Regions from separate parts of the Mus musculus genome. Here regions 2, 3, 4 and 5 are each linked to region 1. A link is a contact called in public Hi-C and promoter capture Hi-C data. All regions are on one chromosome and are shown on one strand. Each heading gives the region's core, a stretch centred on a gene start, on an enhancer-like site or on the middle of the called end of the contact. The rest is flanking DNA. Distances are from core to core; before and after follow the strand shown.

Region 1 (2,733 bases), core at 119-2,618:
CCTCACAGTAAGCTAGCTAGCTAGACTAGCTGGATTTGACTAGTTCCAGGTCTAATGACTGACCCTGCCTCAATAAATAAAGTGGAGATTCTTCAAGGAAGACATCTGACTTCCATAGCTGAGCGTGCTCACGTGGAGCGCATCACACAGCCATGTCCTTGAAGAGAGAGATCTCTGGAATCTTCTGCAGCCTCAATGAAGCAAGGTGTCATGGCAGAGAGGCAAACAAACAAAACAGAGCAAGCTGCCCAGCCATGACCAGCAGGAAACAAGGCCCTCAGTCCAGCAATCCCCAAGGAGGCGTGCAGGCCTGCCAACAACCCAGGAGGCCTGTGTGCCTTCTCCACACAGCCTTGTAAAGAGGCGTTCTGGCCCTCAGCCACCTTGCCTCCAGCCAGTGAGAGCCCCTGAACAAAGAACGCGGCCAAGCCCTGCCCAGATTCCTGACTCACAGAAACCTAGAGTATAAGTATGCCCTGCTTCTTGGCAGTACCGGTTGGGTTAATTTATTACCAGCGGTAGGTCACAAAAAACAATAGCTCATCGGAGGCTTACATAAATATGGGCAGTGTAGCTATTAGCATTGAGAAATGAAAGCAATGGGTTAAGAGGCAAGGTTTTGGTACCAGCTAGGATGGGTTTCAATCTTGGAGCAGCTTACTATCTATGTGGCCTTGGGCAAGATGATCTATGAACATATGTATCTTTAAAATGCACCTGATTCTCAACTTGTAGTGAGGGCTCAGGGCTACACAGAGAGGTTATGCAATCTGCTTAGTTCAGTGCCTGCCACGCAGTAAGCACCAGGCAGAAGGAAGCCGTCACTAATCATAATTCACTGTAATAGTAACAATTGATTAAGACCTCTCGAATAGAGCAGCTGGTGTCCCCTGCCTGGGAGCTGTCAAGCTGAGCCCTGACGGCCATGTAAAGCAGTGATTAAAAGTGCTGGCTTAGTTGGCAAACCGCTTGGCATATGTGCACTGGGACTTGAGAAGATTCACAACTGTCACATAAAAAAGGGGCACAGTGGCGTGCTCCTTTAACCCCCACAGGGGAAGTTTGAGACAGGAGGGGAGGGTGCAGGTAAGATTCGGAGGATGGCCGATCAGGTAGCCTGGCCAATTAGTGAGCCCTGGGTTCCATAAGAAAAACAGAAAACAATAAGAGAGAGACCTGGTGTTCACCTCTGACTTCCACGTGTGTGTGCACGTGTACACATACTAACACAAAAGTGACCAGAACCCAAGAGGATCATAAACACTTACCCAATCTCAGACTCAGGGGGCGGGTCAGTCAGTGGTGGGGCGTCCATTCTTAGTCAACTTCCGATATTACCTTGCAGCCAGGGGCCGTTTGGGTCATGTCAACCTGCACCTCAGTGGCACCTCCCCTTTTGCCTGGCTCCTAGGGAGGTGTGTCTGGCTCCCTGCCTAGGTGCAGGGCACCCAGCAAGGTAAACACCCAGACAGGAAGTGCCTGTCCCAGGAATGGGGCCAGCTATAGGGAGGCAGGTCTGAAGGTCAGGAATGTTTCCCAGGGAGGCTTTTCCAGGCTATAGTACTCAGGGACAGGTAGGGAGCTTGTGTGCTTATGTGGGGGACACACAGACCTGCACTGAGGTGCCCGGACAGGACCGTGGATGGGAAAGGAAGAAACTGAAGCACTTATGAGGGGGCCTAACACCCAGGAACTTCTGGCTGGCAGGTGAGCAAAATATATGTTTATTTTATCTTATTTTTTAATGAAATGAGATCAAGGAAACCGTAGAAGAGAGGTCACTGCTGGGGAAGTGCAGAGTGTTGCAAGCATTGATTGAGAAGAACTAGGAAAGAGAAGGCAGCCAGACTGTCCATGGGAAGGAGAACTTGGCTACCCTTGCAAGATTCCAGCAGTACCTATGAGGTCCTGGCTATGCCTGTGAGCTCCCAGCCCATCTTGGCTTAGTGATTCTCCCAGCCCAGCGTGTTTCAACATCTGTGAAGCACGAAGCAGGGTGACCCCTCTTTCCAGCTCCTATACCTCCAGCTGTGGAGACTAGGGAGACAATGTACTGCAAAGGACAGGTCAATAACTTACAGGGCCCTGTGCAACAGGAACGTGCAGGGCCTCTTGCCAAAAACCGATAAAGAATCAGAGAGAGGCAGAAGCCTCATGTTAAAGTAACTGCAGAGCCCTCCAAGACCAGGGCACTCACTCCCCATGGTGCTCGCCCTGGTTGTAAATGTATGTGTAGACTGTGAAGTGCTGTGATTTCCGTGTGCTGTTGGCTCAAACCTCAGGGTTAAGGTGTGCTCTAGGGAGGAGACTTCACAGCTATGGAGTAACAGCCCCTGTGTTGCTGCCCCACTGATGTTGCTCCTCCTGCTCAGGGACCATTTCAGGACAAAAGACCCTACCCTCAGAACCCTCCAGATTTGTGTGCTTGGTGGCCAAGAAGCCAGAGTATGTTGTGACTCGGTTGAGAAAACTCAGCTGGATATAGCAATAGAAGGTTCTTATTTCCTGTCTTGACCAATATGTGGGATATTCACGAAGCCATCAGCTGCAGGGAGCTGGACTTGGGATTCCTGTAGTTTTGGCTACTCTGCTATCTCAGCTAGTGACCAATGTCTTGTTGCCTTGAGAGAAATGGCTGTCTTAATGCAGAGAGACATTAAGGCTCTGGTTGGGTCCCCCCACTGTGTTTTCCTTTCCCCTCCCCCTTTCTTCATCTTGGCCCACATTTGATGT
Region 2 (2,733 bases), core at 71-2,570, 900 kb after region 1:
GTCCTCATTTGGAGTCTTTGGGTTGCATGCTAGGAAAGGACGAGGAAGTAGACGGCACACTCAGTACACTCTTGCTTCCTCTGTATCCTCCAGAAGCATTGGGTCCTCTAGACCCATGTCCATCCCAGCAGTCTTCCCACTACCCTCTCTTCCCACTTCCCTTTCTCTGTAAGAAGCTAACTGGCTCCTGCTTCTCGTCCTCTCTCCCAGGCTCTTTGCTCCATGAGACCACAGGGACCCTGCCAACATTCATTTCCCTCGCTCAAGCCTGCATCCTGCTCAGGAGAAGGGACACAAACTCTTGCACATCACTCCATTCTTGAAACTACAAGTTCTCTCGTGGCTCTAAATTGCAGAGCTCCCTAGAGTCCGATGGACCAAGATTCCAGGTCAAGGCGAGGAATTGTGTGCAGCAGAAATAAGTGGCCCGGTCCCTATAGCCAGAAGGCAACTACAACCCCAAACTCAATGGCGATGGCCTATTGAGGCTTGGAGCTGGTTAAAACCCAGTACTGCCCATAGTTTCTTAGGGTATTCAGGACACTAAAGTGGACATCTCCACCTTCAGGAAGGGCCAGTACATCACTGAAGGAAAGCTACCTGCCTCCTAACCTCCCAACACACACACACACACACACACACACACACACACACACACACACACACACAAACTCCTGGCTCACACTCGTGGGTTGATGACATCCTCTCACTCGTGGGTATCCGAGACTTACAAGTCTCCTTTGCAGCTACAACATTCAAGCTCTCCCTCCACTTCCCACTGGGATCTACTAACCCCATCCTCTGCCGCCCCCATGTTTGAGCGTGTAGACATGGTCAGCCCTTCCACCCTGGCTAGCGCGTGGCAGCATTTGTGAAGAGTTTGGAAACAGAGCGATCTGTGTAGATTTTGGGCCGCACCAACTTTCAACCTGTGTAACTTTGCATAAAGGACATTTCTTCTAAGCCTTTGCACCTGCAGAAGGAGTACAGACACGTATCAGGAGCAGCAGATACACAGCGCAGGGACGCCTAGAAGCCTGAGTACTAGGGCGAAGCGCATTCTACAAATGGAGTTCTTTTCTGCGCGCCGCTTTGTGGCTTTGAGCGCAGCGAGCCGAGCCGCCGGCTCCTTCGGAGGTGGGATGTGGGTTGGAGCAGAAGAGGGAGCCCCCGTGGCCCCCTCCCGGCCCCCTCCCGGCCCCCTCCGGGCCGTCGATTCGGCCGCGTGCGCTGTGCCATTGGCCCTGGAGGCCCGGTGGGCGGGAAGATGACATCAGCGGCAGGTTGGATTATAAAGGCTCCAGCGGAGCCACGGACTCAGAGCGCACCCAGCCGGCGCCGCACAGCAGTAGGACCTGTGCTCGCTTGGCAATCCTGCTCCGCATCCGCCTATCCGACTGCTCACCGGCAGTCCCGGCTGCAGACCGTCTGCACACCTCGGTCCCATCGGCACCATGCACCTCTCCCAGCTGATCGCCTGCGCCCTGCTGCTCGCGCTACTCTCGCTCCGGCCCTCTGAAGCCAAGCCCGGGACACCACCGAAGGTGGGTGCTGTCGCGGGGACGCTGGGCTTGTGAGGGGCGTGGAAAGATGTGGTGCGCAGGAGGGAGCAGAGAACCCGGAAAGGCAGACCCCCTCGGACTTGCTCCCTCAAAGCGGGGACTTCTCGGGTTCATTTCCCAGCCTCGGGAGAATGTCGACACATGCACACCTCCCGTGCCCCAATGTGCCCAGCATGACCTGCGGCACGGGAAGAGCAATGGGCTCCCCGGAGGAGCAGGCAAGAAGGCTGCGTGGCAGGTGGATGCTGGACTCAGCTGTCCCGCATCGGTGGAGGCACGCTCATGGCTGAGAAGGGCCACGCCACTCTGGGCCCCGTAAAAGTCATCTATGCTACATCGGTGCACTCTTTCACCTGTCCACTCTTTTCTCCGACAGGTCCCGAGAACCCCGCCAGGGGAGGAGCTGGCGGATTCCCAGGCAGCTGGTGGCAATCAGAAAAAGGGTGACAAGACTCCAGGCAGCGGGGGAGCCAATCTCAAGGGAGACCGATCGCGACTGCTCCGGGACCTGCGTGTGGACACCAAGTCCCGGGCTGCTTGGGCCCGCCTTCTGCACGAGCACCCCAACGCGCGCAAATACAAAGGCGGCAACAAGAAGGGCTTGTCCAAAGGCTGCTTTGGCCTCAAGCTGGACCGGATCGGCTCCATGAGCGGTCTGGGATGTTAGTGCAGCTACCCCTGGCGGCGGTAAGTAACACCATCGGACGCTCCCCGCTCGCCTAGCTCTGCACCCAAGAGAGCCAAGCTCTTATCACTGTCCTTCGCAGACTGTTTGGTTTCCTCCCTGATCCCTATGTTCTGTGACCTTCCCCCAACCAATTTAGGCATGGGATCAAGTGTACCCAGACATTTGCCTGCCACCTCACATATCCCATTTTACAGATTTAAAAAACAACAACAACAAAAAAGTGAACACGGGCCAGGTCAGAGACCAGGTTCAGCCTTAGAGTACTCCATCTGGCTTCCTCTAGAAAAATAGAGACAGGCTTATGCAGTCCCAGCCTCCAAACCCACCACTGACCACTGGCCAGCTAGCCAACTGGAAACTTGTTAGAGAGATCCTGGAAAGAGGGAGAGAAAGATGTACCACCAGCCCTGTGCCAGCAGCCAAGCAGTCAAGTGCTAGGATGCCTTTCTGGGGCTGTTGTCCCTCAGGTGAGGCAGGCATGCA
Region 3 (2,733 bases), core at 61-2,560, 830 kb before region 1:
GGGACATGTTTTACATGCAGTTGAGCTGGGAGAATGAAGTGTGTATGCTGTTGAGGAGCAGAGGAGCAGCTGAGTGTGAGAGGAGCAGCTGAGTATGAGAGGAGTAGCTGAGTGTAAGTAAGAGGTGGTAGCCTAGAATAGGGTGGAAAAGGGAGCAGCCAGTAGGAGCGGCCATGTGGCCTCTGTGTGGAGGTAGTGGCTGCTGACCACAAGGCTCTACTCATGTCTCCATGAGCTTGTCAGTCCTATTTCTTCTTCATGTCTGTCCCTACCTCCCTGTTAGCCCAGTTAAGCCTATAAGAAGACAGAGAGACTCCTCAGGGAGCAGGAAGGAGAAAGGCCTCTCTATGATCCTGTTCTGCTTCCCCCTCACTTTGGCCACAGTGAGTCACAGCAAGCCCGAGATAATGTCTCTTTCCCAAGTTCTCTAGGTGATCGGGAAACAGCACTATCAAGTCCACCAGAGTGGGTGGGTTTCATGGACTCAGAAGCCAGCGTTTCTTTCCTATAAACACTGGTAGCCCAATGCTGAGTGGGGAGAGAGTCTCTTTCTCATTAGGCAGCACCTCCCAATCAAACAGCATCACAAGGACTTCTGGGATCTTCACCCCAAACCAGGACACACACAGAGAAAAGCCGAGGTCAGAGGGAAAACACAGAGGGAAGAATCAGATGTCCCAGGAAGCTTTGACAGCCTCGGGACAACAACAACAACAAAATGTAATTAAATCTCTTCTCAGTCCAAAAAGTCAGCATGGAAGAGGACAGACTGTGATCATTGTAAACAGAAGAATAATCTACTCAACAAAGTAGGTGAAGTCAAGACGGGGGCGGGGGTGGTAAAAAAATGGCTCAGGGAGGTATCTCCATTCACTTACTCTCTTCAAGGAGCTCCGGGTCGCCCGAAACAGGTAAGGACTCAGGGACTGCGAGTTCACCTTTGCCACTGAGGCACTGAGAGCTTCCTGCAGAGAGGAAGGGTCGTAGTCGTACACCGGGAAACCTAGACAGCAAACACACAGGCCACAGTGAGAGAGAGATGAGGCACCGAGAGGGCTGTGATCACCTAGGGCAGGTGGCCAGCGGTGGCATGTGTCCTTTACCTGTGGCACACCAGTAGTGCATGCCCAGCACCAACAAAGCCAGCGTCTTCAGCATTGCCTGCTCCATACTGAGAGGATGGCGACCCAGAGTCAGGGAGACGGCCTCTCTCCAGGCTTCTGGATGACAGCTCTTTCAGAGGGTGGCTGTCTTATTCTTGTCACCTGTGACCTAGCTGCCCTGGCTGGCTGGAGCAATCTGGAACCTCAGTAGAGATGATTGATTCCGGTGTCAATATTTACTGCTGACTTTTCCTGTGGAAAAATTCCAGACTGAGGCCACTTTTGAAGTTTGGACCTCTCCGAGGGACTTTATCCCACAGCAGGAGACATTCAGAGAGGCTTGGGTCTCCCTGTATAATGTTTATCTTCTCTCTTTGCATTTTGTTCTTTGGGGGAGGGGACATAATTGTGGACTCAACAAAACGGTGACTTTAAAGCTTGTGCATCTAGTCCTTTCCCAGGTCCTCAAAATCCTTCACCCTCCACCTCTCAATGCCAGAGTCCTCCCTTCCTAGAGACTGCACTCACGCGGAGTGATTTTCCTGTTGGCTTAGCTCTGCCTGCCACCTCCACTACAGAGGCCATGGTTCAGAAACCACAATGGCCGTGTTTGTGATAGGGAGAGTAATGAAGCATGCAGCGGATGAGTGAGTGTATGAGTGCACCAGGTCTCACTCAACTGTCTTTCAGGTCTTTCATTTGAAGCTGGCGCTAACTTCTGGTGTATAACAAGTACCCAGAGCGTAATACCACAAGACAATGACCACTGGAATTTGTAATTCCGTTACTTTTAACCTGGTTTGAACTCAATTCCATTAGAGTCTTCCAGATTGAACTAATGTCACCATCTGGCTCCAAACGCTCTGGACTCATTAAATGAACTGCAGTAATAAAAGCAATTGCAGATGAGCGGAGGAGATGAAGGGAACAACAGCATCCTGTTGCCAGCACTGAGCTATTGATTTTGCTTGACGTTTGCTGGGGTGAGGGAGGGGGGGACCACTGCATTTCTCAGATTCTCTTGGCTATAATTAAGTGTTAGCACCAGGCGTGCAGGGTGGGCTCTGATGGAAGCTAGAAAGCAATGACTTTTAAAATGCCCCTGCAGAATTCCATCATGTCTTGTAAACCCAGAAGATTAAATATAAGCCATCCAGTCACGCTCATGCTATGGTGATTTCTTGTTCTTCCTCCGGTTTGCAGAAATGTGTGCCTCCATCATCCCAGTGATTTTCTGCTATTCCAGCCCCCAAATACTCGGTCAAAGTATTCAAAATTGGGTGGCAGTAAGTGAAGCATTGTATAGCCCTGCACACAGTCCCTGGAAATTTATATAAAGTACATCACAGACCATTTAACAGGAGTACCTGGGAACACACTGAGCAAGAACCGATGGGCTATGGCTGCATCGTAAATGAAGATGCATTACTTTCCAAGGTCATTTCCTCTTTCTCATCCTCCCCATCATATTATTTGCACTGGGGTGGGATCACTAAATTTAGAACAAATGTAAAAATGGAATCTTCAACTGATCCCTAAACCACGAACTTCACAGCTGCCTTCTGATTTCTTATAGCATCACGATTGCTAAACTGAGCTCCGTCACTAAGAGTCTGCTTTCTGTCCTCAT
Region 4 (2,733 bases), core at 95-2,594, 710 kb before region 1:
AATAGAAGTTTACACTGATATGGTCATAACACCTTCAACTGCAAAAGTTACAGCCACAGTGCGTGCCCCAGGAGAAGAAAGAGCCACATGGGCACATGTTCTAAAAGCAGGCCACTCACGCCTGTGTATTTCACATCTTCTCTGTCCTACTTTAATGTTTCGTGAGCATTTTAATGTCAGATGTATTTCCAAGACTTACAATCCTATTTTAGAACAGCCCATAATATATTGTTTGCATTCATTTGTTCATTGAGGAAATATCACTGTTTCTACCCCTACACCAGACACCATTCAAAGCAGGAAGGCACAGAAAGAGAAGGGGCTTCCTGGCCATTCTTTTCAGGGGTGGGGTAGGGTTGAGGAGGGGATGACCATAAGCAAACAGATGAATATATGAGAGGCTGAGGGATGGCGAAAGCAGTGAGAACAGCTGTTCTAGCCTGGTGTTTGTTGCTATGACAAACACCATGACCACTAGCAACTTAAGAGGAGGAAAGGGTTTGTTTCAGCTTACAGGTCTTGGTCCATCCTAAAATAAAAGTCAGAGTAGGAGCTCAAACCAGAAAGTGAAGGCAGAAACCATGGAGGACACTGATTGCTGGCACTGGTTAATATGAAATATCTGCTTTTCTGTTTGCAAAGGGATCACTACCCTGATAGGGGAGTTAACCACTTGAGACCAATGTTCCTGGGGGTCAGCCAACTCTTAGGCTGACTTGATAAGGCTTGTTTTGTCATCGACTAAACTCCAGCATTAATGACTGCAGAGTTCAAAGTGCAAAAGGCAAAGGTCCACAGGAGTTCCTGCCTAAGAGCACAGGCCCACTTCTGCCTGCTTTGCCCCATTGGGCTTTCCCACAGTTCTTCAGTGAATGGCTCTAATGGGCAAATGGATACTTATAACACCATAACTGAAAGGCGGGGCCTTTTGGCCATTTGAGAATTAGCATCTCTAGGACATGTCTGTCTATGTGCACTGTCCAGAGAATGACTTTCCCTTGAGTCAATCTCCAGCTCCAACATGGCAGCCTTGGTCACCGGGGAACCAGTGCTGTCTTTTGAGACCTCATGCTGCTGAACTCGGGGAGAGAACACTTGTTGAAGTTTTCAGGCATTCGCAGCTTTGAAGCAGTCCTTATGGTTTGCTTTTACCGTGCCAATAAATAGGTTTATTTTATTTTTAATTATGTGTGTCTCTGCAGGGTATGAGCCCTTGCATGCAGTGCCCATGGAGGCCACAAGAGGGCACAAGAACTCTTCGAATTGGAGCTACATGGGGTGAATATTCAACTGAAATGGAAACTGAAATCAGACTTGGGTCCTCTGGAAGAGAAACCGACACTCTTAATCACTCTCTAGTTTCAGCCAATAAAATTTCTCAAAAAGGTAGCATATCTGGACAGTCAAATAAATGATTAGCTAGCTGTTTCATCATTTCTCCAATCTGGCTCCAAATGTTAACTGAATCACTCTAGCCATCTTCTGTCCTCCCAGCCACTTCATCCTCACCCCAGATAATACCAATGGCGGCCCCCAAATTCACTTGTGCTATGCTATAAACACTCAGCATTGACTCTGAGGGGAGGAAGACTGGGTTGTTTGTTTGTTTGTTTGTTTTGCTCTCTCTCACACTCCAAGGTCTGCGGTCTTGACCTAGAAGACCCTTTGCCTTTCTCATCCAGACCAGAGTGGATATCCTAAAAAATGCTTTCCTCTGCCCTTCCTTGGGATGAGTGTGCAAACCCTACAGCCGGGAATGGCTTAAAGCACTTACCCTGCTGCAGGCCCCGGGAACTATGCTGGCCACTCAGAAGGCACCTTCCAAATGCTAGCACCACACGCAATGCTCCTTCACTTCTCCCTTGAAACCTGTGGCTGAGGCAGCAGGGGCTCACTGACTTTCGGGAGGGTTGACGCTACTGTCTTAGAGGTCCTCATCGACTCGTGGGGCGGGTCGGAAGGGCACCACAGCCTGCAGGCATTTGGCACGGTCTTCCTTGACAGTGAACAGGTCACCCTCATCAGGGTTTATCCAAGCATCAAAATTGTGAGTTCTGCACTAGAGTTTATAGCTCCCATGATCCTCTTTGGCTCCAGGCCCCTAGCAGGATTTTCTACCTTTTCTTTCTTCTGCTGTTCACTCTCCTCTCCCCATCTGCTGAGGGCTCAGCCAAGAGTTGCACCGGATTCTCTCTAGCTGCGTGTCGTTCTTTTGAGAAACCTTCCCACTTTAGGAGACCCAGGAAATTTTCCCACCATGCATCTCTCTCTTCATCTTCTTCTGTTTTCTCCTCCCGTGGTGCTAGCCAGCTTTCCTGGTGTAAAGAATGAGAGCACCCCGTAGTCTGCAGGGCATCACTGGCACTACCAGCCATCACGTGCCCATCCAGGTGATGCGTAGATCTTCTCACACGCCTAGCATGCCTGGCAGCGCATGCTTCTCTCTCATCGCGTGCTTCCCAGCATGGGATTTGCTCTGTGACACTTTGGGGTTGAATAGTGAACTAGCTTTTGCACATGTGTGTCTCTTTCTTAAGTCGAAGCCTCTCGTATTCTGGGCTAGCCTGTGAACTTGCTGTGTAGCAGAGGATGGCCTTGAACTCCTGATCCTTCTTCTGCCTCTGCCTTCTAAGTAGTAGAAGTACAGGAGTGCTTCCACTGGTGTGCAACACATGGATTGTGCTGTGCTTGGGGTCCCATCTGGGGCTTCATGTAGTAGTGTGTGGACTGATC
Region 5 (2,733 bases), core at 96-2,595, 510 kb before region 1:
GATCACGATAAATTTACTTTAGTGAAGACCATCAATTGTTGGAATGTGAAAAGGGACGGTGAAGACACCTTTGTCCAGGCTAACGCTGCACCTTATTTTAAGGACACAGCTTTGGATGTTTACAGCTGAGGACTATTTGTGAACTACCTCCCCGAGCCTGGGAAGCACACAAAACTCCAGAGTGCTCTTTAAAGGGAGGTAGAGAACGGGAATGAGCAAACCGAAGCTTCATTTCTTACTGTGTTTTTCCGTCTATTTCCAAAAGCAATGATGAATGCAGCCTGGTGATTATGAGAATGTCAGTGGTACACCCACATATCAACAAGCATGGTGAAAAGTCACACTACTGCAATTCTGTTGGAAGGACAACAACAAAACCCAAAGACAACAAATGAATGGCTTCGTCATCCAAAGCCGACTCTCTTCACCTGCTTAAGGAAAAATGATGTACCTTGGAAAGTGGCTTTCCCGGGTGGCAGTTGATCCCGCCAATGTAGACCATGTTGGGCATCACAGGTCTGGGGAACTCCAACACAAAGTCAGTGCGAAACATCCAAATGGACACTGAGCTGAAGAGGTCTGTCATAGTCACTGGGGTCTGCAGAACTTCAGAGGCAATTTCTATAGCAGTTTTGAAAAAATAGGGGCAAAATGCACGTTCCTTCATGTAGGAGAAATAGTTCCACACTCTCTCCTTAAAAGTCATGGTGTCTGCGAATTTTGAGAGAATTCTGGGGACATAAGAAGGAGGACTTGGGCACTGGGCACCCTCATCAAGATAGTGACAAAATATCCCACCGCTGAAGACCACGGACGGGAGAGAAAAGTACTTAGCTATAGTTAAGCCACACACATCGAAAGGATCCAGAAACACAGCATCAAAAGATCTCTGCTTCAAGTACTCCACTAACTTCTTGTCGTTAAACAAACTCCTACAGTGTGAAAACAGTACTTGGAAGAAACCTTTGCCTGAATGCTTCAGTAGTGAGAACATTCCTACTTCTCGATTTTCCCATTGCTTGTGAGCAAAAAAATTGAAGTGGTGGCTTAAATCTTCCAGAGTGTAAGAAACAGAGTAGGTTTTCACTGTAAAATTCTGTGACTTTCCCAGGTGCCAACTCACCTCTGGGATGACTACCACAACCTCATGCCCTCTGTGGCTCAATTTCTCCACAATCATCTTCATGGAGAACCAGTGGCTCCCATCCATGGGCACCACCAGCAGCCTGCCTGCCTGGGCCAAGCCAAAGGCCAACAGCAGGCACACACGGAGAGGAAGAGAGGCTGGAAAAACTGCAGGAGCCATGGGAGAAACACAGCCCAGGAGAATACATGGGCTGGGACTGTGTGTTCTTCTAATTTGGGAAGAGGAAAGCTTGTGGAATCTAGAAAGCCTCCCCCCAGAGGAGGGCGTGGACTCACCTTCATTAAGAAAGTACACTCCCTGACAATGACTGACTTTTGAAAACAATAACAATTGAGCCATTATTGAGATGCCTACTTGTTTGTTTTTCTGATAAGAAGGGCCTATGACCCTTTTCTTGGGCAGAATCACATAACATGAGTTTAGAAATTGTTATGAAGAAATACACTTGACTCTATATCCAAACGTTTTCCCAAGAGGAAGAAAGAAAGTGTCAAAAGAATCTCACATTTTTAGAATTGGTTCCAAAGTAAAATCTGGACACTTTCTTTAGGCCACTACACTGTGTCCCAAAGGGAATTGCTGCCTCTGCTCCCAAGGCCTATGGGGAGGTTCTTAGCACGACCCTTCTGACAGTAAAAAGACTCTGCCAGATGAGCAATGCTGCTGGTCTCGGCATTGCAGAAGAATTCTTATTCCATTGCTAAACTCCTGGAAAGCTGGGATATGCTAAGATAAGCAGCTATAGTATGGATCATGTCAAGGACCTGGTGGCATGTGACTGTCATCTCTCTTACTTTTCATATGTCCAATGCAATGTCACATAGTCTAAAAAGAGGTTGAGACCTCTGCTGTGGGTTTCCCCAAGGGAATCTATGCCATTTTGTTCCACAGTCCCTTGAGTACACCTTGAAGTCAGGACATATGATTCCCTTGTGTATTCATCCTATTTGCACAGTGCCCAGATATGGCTTATCTGGAGAAGAACAAAAAGAATTTGTCTTTAGACTCAACTGCATCATGCAAGTTTTCTATATAGTTTCATGGATAGCTTAGTGGTATATATCAGGTAATAAGGTACATTTAGCAAGAAATTGTATAGTCATCCTGGGAGGGGGTTGATCCTTGTTTGTTCCAAACATTGTCCCTTTTTACCTTAAATGTCACTTTTAATAGATATATACTTAGTCATCTATTTACCTTGGTGACTGGGAAACACTCAGGTGATCATTTTTGAAGACTCAACAATGGCTAGCATGCCATGTCTTGAATCCCAGTACTAGGGAGGCAGAGGCAGGTAGATATTGTGAATTCAAGGCTTGCCTGGTGGACATAGCAAGCTCCAGAACAGCTGGATCTATATAATAGACGCAGCCTCAAAATAAAGCCAACCAAACAAAAAATGGCTAGTATGACATCTAGTTTCTGGTTCAGGAAGACTCAGGCTCAGATTCTCCCAAAGAAAAATAAACTAACAGCTCCCCAAGACCTCACTTTGAAACCATAACAATTGAAAACAAGTCCAGGAAGCATGAATGGTTCACAGAACTTAATGAAATTCAAGTAAAGTAAAAAGGAAGGAACAATTG

The links. Promoter capture Hi-C pulls out the DNA fragments that hold promoters and counts their contacts. A called contact is a pair of places that touch in the nucleus more often than the background predicts. Capture Hi-C pulls out chosen DNA fragments and counts their contacts.
Region 2: a promoter capture Hi-C map of liver shows a contact between it and region 1, with 2.9 times the contacts expected there. The contact joins the promoter of Nppc here to the promoter of Neu2 in region 1. A contact is called at or near these places in 3 of 39 promoter capture datasets (embryonic stem cells, liver and pre-B cells) and 1 of 9 other capture datasets (liver).
Region 3: a contact with region 1 is called in a promoter capture Hi-C map of liver, with 2.6 times the contacts expected there. The contact joins the promoter of Spp2 here to the promoter of Neu2 in region 1. A contact is called at or near these places in 5 of 39 promoter capture datasets (the 3T3-L1 cell line, hematopoietic stem and progenitor cells, liver and 1 more) and 1 of 9 other capture datasets (adipose tissue).
Region 4: a contact with region 1 is called in a Hi-C map of liver, with 4 times the contacts expected there. The contact joins the enhancer-like site here to the promoter of Neu2 in region 1. A contact is called at or near these places in 2 of 39 promoter capture datasets (both in liver) and 1 of 484 Hi-C or Micro-C datasets (liver).
Region 5: a promoter capture Hi-C map of fetal liver shows a contact between it and region 1, with 5 times the contacts expected there. The contact joins the promoter of Ugt1a8 here to the promoter of Neu2 in region 1. A contact is called at or near these places in 16 of 39 promoter capture datasets (the C10 cell line, HPC-7-derived erythroid cells, cranial neural crest and 10 more) and 2 of 9 other capture datasets (adipose tissue and liver).

The regions. Positions count from the first base shown.
Region 1 is chr1:87,572,662-87,575,394 of GRCm38.p6, reverse strand. It overlaps Neu2 (neuraminidase 2), which reads right to left and starts at 1,368. Exons shown (of 4, transcript NM_001160163.1): 1 at 1,269-1,368. It also overlaps a transcript of Ngef not described here.
Region 2 is chr1:86,669,160-86,671,892 of GRCm38.p6, reverse strand. Nppc (natriuretic peptide type C) reads left to right here and starts at 1,320. Exons shown (of 3, transcript NM_010933.5): 1 at 1,320-1,544; 2 at 1,939-2,249. The coding sequence starts at 1,455. The coding sequence ends at 2,229.
Region 3 is chr1:88,405,587-88,408,319 of GRCm38.p6, reverse strand. It overlaps Spp2 (secreted phosphoprotein 2), which reads right to left and starts at 1,310. Exons shown (of 8, transcript NM_029269.3): 1 at 1,104-1,310; 2 at 879-1,003. The coding sequence starts at 1,170.
Region 4 is chr1:88,286,277-88,289,009 of GRCm38.p6, reverse strand. No RefSeq gene overlaps it. Among named protein-coding and RNA genes, the nearest start is that of Hjurp, 10 kb to the right of the region's middle. Within about 2 kb of position 1,344, at least 19 of the 459 cell types and tissues checked have an H3K27ac peak or open chromatin away from gene starts, as enhancers often do. A contact at or near this core is called in liver, where this site is marked.
Region 5 is chr1:88,086,440-88,089,172 of GRCm38.p6, reverse strand. It overlaps Ugt1a8 (UDP glucuronosyltransferase 1 family, polypeptide A8), which reads right to left and starts at 1,345. Exons shown (of 5, transcript NM_001378375.1): 1 at 452-1,345. The coding sequence starts at 1,306. All of the region lies in intron 1 of Ugt1a10 (UDP glycosyltransferase 1 family, polypeptide A10), which reads right to left. The region is part of intron 1 of Ugt1a9 (UDP glucuronosyltransferase 1 family, polypeptide A9); the gene reads right to left.